Regions from separate parts of the Drosophila melanogaster genome. Here region 1 is linked to region 2. The links are chromatin contacts, called in public Hi-C maps. All regions are on one chromosome and are shown on one strand. The core of a region is the stretch at or near the end of the contact, and the rest is flanking DNA. Distances in the headings are between cores, read along the strand shown. Region 1 holds the start of Tsp39D (Tetraspanin 39D). Region 2 holds the start of Pomp (pomp).

Region 1 (2,700 bases), core at 108-2,607, 560 kb after region 2:
TCACGCCAATAATTTTTAAATTTTTTCTCATTTTATTCACCAAAATCAATCGATATCCTGGAAAAATTATAAAATTTGGCGATCGAATTTCCACTAGCCGAGTAAAGGGTATCTGATGAGCGGGAAATCGAGTATAACATTTTCTCTTGTTTACATATATCCTTTTACACTTTTACCACTTTTCATCCCCAAGCATCAAATTTTTCAAAGTCCTGGTATGAATACAGAAAAAATCCTATGATATACTCTTTTAATGGGCAAAATGTATTTATAATATCATTAGGTTTTTAATTTAAAACCATTCAACAATGGTTCACTTCTATTTTACCCATTACTCGTAGAGTAAATGGGTATACAATATTGGTTGAAAAGTATGTAACAGGCAGAAGGAAGCGTTTCCGACTATATAATTTATATATATTCTTGATCAAGATCAAAAGCCGAGTTGATCTAGCCATGTCCGTGTTGCCACGCCCACAAGAATCACAAAATTTCCAAGCCCACGTGTAACGTGTAACGTGTAATATAACATAAACCGATTCCACCTTATTCTTGCCAAGAAGGTTGGTTTAAGGGCTAAATCAAAAGCAAAAGGAGAGCTAAAACACGGTGGAAATTTTTTAAAGCGTTGTTGAGTAGAGAACGTGCTAAGTTATATATATTTCATAAACCACCGCGAAAGCGAAGAGGATTTATCTAATGGGAGGAAGGTATATATATCATGTAAATGTTCCTGATTCTCTTTTCTTGATCGGAATCTCCAGACGACTCTATATGCCTATGTCCGACTGCATTCGTTTTCTTGGCATTTCATTTGATGTCATCAGGGACTTATGTATATGCAAAAATTGAATACAATCCTGTTTTAATTTTCACTACAAACATAGTTTTATGACAGTAATCGAATCTCCTTTTAGCTAAACTTAACATTGCTTCTTTTATAATCAATCTGGGTTATACAATTTTTATCTACGATTCGAATCCAGTCTACTTTAGTAAAAAATTATGGCAACTCCCGACTTCTGTATACTGCAGTATGGCAGCTCCCGAACTGTGTAGATGTTGGTATGGCAACTCAAAATCACCTGCAATTGCTACTGAACATTCATATTAAACATAATTACGAAAAGACCAACATTAAAATAGCGTTTGTATTCGGCAATACAAGATTTATTGCTGAGAGGGGAAAAAGCGGTTCTAGCATCAACACGTAATAAAAAGAAAATTAACCAAAATTGATTTTCTTGAAATAATGTTTCCAGCACCGGGATAAGATAACAAATAGTGGAGTCATTCAGCAATCGTTGATTGGCGTGAGGTATCGATGACCATGCGCTATCGATACCTCCGTTGGAATTATCACATCGTAGCTCTACTGTTTGTCAAGTCTCACTTGAAAACATCCATCGAAAGTGCTGTTGTTCTGATTAGAGCGCGGGTGCGAGTTAATCAAGCGAACCGTTGCGTCCTGGTCCTAAATTTGAAAGGTATAAATATTTGGGTGAAACCAATCAGCTGCAATAGATGATGCGGTCCCTTGCGCCATACAAATTGGTATTAGTATTGCCCTAGAGGAGTAATTGTGTGTATGTATGTTGGTGGGAGAGTGGAAAGTGGTTTAAGTGAGGGATGCGACCGAACAATATGCACTTCTCCCTGTGCTACCTGAGATCTAGAGTGTGGAGAGTGATTCTGTTGACTAGTTTGCGTGCTTGCGGCAAGCAGGAGCTGCGGTCCGGTGTGATACATGCCTCGCGAAGTTGCTCCAAGTCGTAGTGGATGGTGCTCCAGGTGCTGGGATGCGCCTAATTGGAGATACACAAACGGTCAGTCAAAAGCTCGTGAAGTGTGGGTAATGCCTATATATATCCGCCACCCGCCTACAAGCGGGTTCCGGAAGTAGGCGACGGCACGCAACCATCAACCAGAAGCATCATTATGCACACATGCAGCTGGACATGGGGAAATCCTCTCAATAAAGCCGCTAGGCGGACATTGATTCATATGTTAATACACGTGTATGAATATGACAATTGGTGAGAGCGGGAACCACCAGTTACGCACAGTGGCCAGATCGCACTAGCGCACTATTCGTCAAGGAGTCAGGATTTGGTTGTCGTCTCAAATAAATAGCTAACTTTGTTAGAGATAAATGGTTAGGTTTAATCAAACTAATCGTTTAATTTCAAGGTAACATAAACTCATATTTTGCTTAAACTAAAAACGGTTTAATATAAATAAGTCTGACAGGACCGTAAAACTGCTCTCCAAATTCGGTCGTCTGGTACCTGGGCGCAAATCAATTAAGGAACTATTAACTCAGCAATGGGAACACTACCAAACACTGTACAATGTAGTAGCAATATTAAATATAATAATATAATAATAAACATGGATGCTTGCTTCTGCAAGCTAAAGTATTTAAAAAGTATTAGAAATGGTCGGTAATCGTAGAGTAAGAATTCACTTAAAAGGATGTTACAGGTAGAAGAACGCTTTTTCCACCTTATAAAGTATTTCTGTATGTATTAACACTTAACACATACGTATATCCAAACTGGTTTATTACGCAGTACTAAGAAATATACGGCTGACGTGTGTATTTTACCCTACATTGTCATCCGTGTGGCAGGTGTAGCCACTTTTTACGCAGCTGACACTATTTCTAAGCTATCGATTTTGTCTTCTATTCCTTTCCCA
Region 2 (2,700 bases), core at 181-2,680:
GCAGTAAAACAGAAAGTAAACGTTATAAATCAATCGTGGTATGAGTTCTTTTGAACTCTTCAAGCGGCAAAATTCACAGGGAACTGAAATGATTGTATTAACAAATAAGTCAAAGGAACGATGCTAGTAAGCTAAAATCGATGCGAGTAATTTGTGTTTATTCTAACTTAATTTATTTATAGACTTATAGATTAAATCACCATAAGTTGCATCCGAAAGAATCGCATCTCAAAGTAATAAAAACTAACGATATTTTTATCAACTCGACGCCATAAATATGCCCGTTGCGATATTCTTATTGTAAATTCTCGAATTGTCTGCTGATTAAATTTACTTATCATTTTGTCAGTTTCTTAATATAGAATTCATTCATTAAAAATAGGGCTGATCTTTTAAATTATCTAATACGTTTTTGTATCAATACTATAGCTATACATGCTATAAACTATTTGACTTTGTATTGCAATGCTCATCCATACCAATATTAAAATGATTAAAGTTGTAAATTACAAAGCAGGAATGTAGTTCGCTTTTTTCGCACTGTAAAATTCAGTAAATGGGCATAAATCATAATTTACGTACTACCTTTTAGTCTAAAGTGAAGGTGAAGATCCATCCATCCGGTTGATGTTTCCATTTGGATTTTCAAGTTCAGATTGGATAGGATCGGATCGGTTGGCCGGAGACAGTTTGGGCTATTGTGTGCGGGAGTTTGATTAACACAACATCCACTGGCCGAATCTTTATTAGTGACCATGCACTAATTAAGCCCTGTCGTGTGATTTGGTCTCCTCGCATTCGCATTCGTTCGCGTTTGTCACTCGATGCAAATGAATCGCGTCTCTGTGGAGCAGAAGATCATAAAAGCCGCTAAAAGGTGTGGGTGAAAAGAAAAACAAAACCCCGGCCAGCCAGCCAGCGGATTCAGTTCTTTTGTTGATCGAATTGATTAGAGCTGCGGCCGAGATCGATACGTTTGTATATTTCGGATGTGCGTTGCTGGCCAGCGAGGGTGTAATTAATCACAACACTCAAGTTCGTCACTTGACCGAAGTGTTAAGTGCGCTAATAACGCCAATTTGCATAGACCGACTTTTACCCATCAACACGATTACAATTAAAGTGTATTTCAAATAGTGCTGCGTTGTTGCTATATATATAGAAATATTTTGTTTAAATAATCAAATTGGATTGGAAAATTTGGAGTTCATAATTTCAAATCGAAATTCACTTGTCGGACATGCCGCATTTTTGTACCCTGCAATGGTTTGAAACCGAGCTAAAATTTATGTGGGTCAAAATGGATTGAATCCATGTTAGCATTGTCTGGAGCTGCCATCCTGATTTCTACACATGTAAAGAGTTGCCAGTCTGGTTTCTACACTACTGGATTCTATTCTAGTCGATAAGTTGCTTTCTATTCGATTATCTTGTCAATTATCGTCGATATCGAGTAGGCATCGACACAAGTACCAGCTCTAATTCGCACGGAATTTGTTTGTCATTCAAGAAACAATTATAATTCGCCGCATTTTTATTCTAAAAGCGCTTACGAATATGGTAAGTACCTCGCCGAGTGCATTTAGTAGAGCCGCTAACGAAACGAAAACCCCTCGCAATACAGTATCAGCCATCACTGAAAGTCCAGCCCGCCGAGGTGTCCGTGCTGAACGCCACCGGCCGTGTGGGAATGCCCACCGAGGCCAACTGCCTGAACCAACTGGCCCACGTCCACCGGCTGCGCGACTCGGAGCTGAACTACAACGAGCACCAGTACAACCGCAACATGCAGATGCTGCGCAACCACGAGGGCCTCGGCGTGCCCCTCAAGATGGGCATGGAGCGCTTCGCCGCACGTCAGGTGGGCCGCCTGCCCTTCCTTTCGTCCAGGTGAGCATCTAGCCCGGTCTGGGAGCTTCTCAGTCTGGACAGGAATCTCTGCAAGGGCGGAAGCATTCAGAAATCTTCTGTTTCCACATTATAAGAATCCCGGAGAAACCTGAGATATCCTACAATCTAGAAAATCTAAACTTCTTGCCTAATAATGGATACCTATATACGTACATACATACATACGTGTATACCAAGTATACCTGTGATTCCCATAGTACCATTATTACCGAAAACCCAGCAATGACTACTTATCTTCTATATTAATTCTTTCCTTTATATTGCAGCAACTTCATGGACGATGTCCTGACTGGCCGCTGTGATTCCATTGGCTTCGAGGACTTCATGAACTTGCCCGAGAACAGCGAGCATATGCGTCAGCCCCACGCTGTGGTGGAGAAATCTCTGGGAATTTACCAATAAGTCCCTGCAAATGAAGTTGCTAAATGCCTGGCATTCAGCCTTTAAACTCTAAGACACTCTTAAGATCAGCAAATAAAATATATTTTGGTGCGACCAGCTAGAGGTAAACAAAATTCACCATTTCTTTGAGCCAAATTTATTCGTATTTCGTTTGTTTAACTCCACATCAATACATTTAACTAGTTCGTTAAACTTACACATTTTATTCAAACAAATCTAAAAACTACACGAAAATATTGGCAGAAGGTTGTTGTACTGAGGAGATTCGTTAAAATAATAAACTGAAGAGATATGCGTTGACATCATTCATTATTTGTAAAAATAAAACAAGAGATGGTAAAATGGACGAATTCGTTTCGTAAAATTAGGCTTATACTTAAGGAAAAC

The links. Hi-C and Micro-C count contacts between places; a contact is called where the count stands out from the background.
Region 1: a contact with region 2 is called in a Hi-C map of the Kc167 cell line, with 2.4 times the contacts expected there. A contact is called at or near these places in 5 of 107 Hi-C or Micro-C datasets (the Kc167 cell line, brain and head).

The regions. Positions count from the first base shown.
Region 1 is chr2L:21,343,250-21,345,949 of dm6, forward strand. It overlaps Tsp39D (Tetraspanin 39D), which reads left to right and starts at 1,358. Exons shown (of 4, transcript NM_078888.4): 1 at 1,358-1,487.
Region 2 is chr2L:20,786,226-20,788,925 of dm6, forward strand. It overlaps Pomp (pomp), which reads left to right and starts at 1,431. Exons shown (of 3, transcript NM_136213.4): 1 at 1,431-1,560; 2 at 1,625-1,890; 3 at 2,178-2,700. The coding sequence starts at 1,558. The coding sequence ends at 2,313. vari (varicose) reads right to left here. Exons shown (of 10, transcript NM_206011.3): 10 at 2,437-2,700.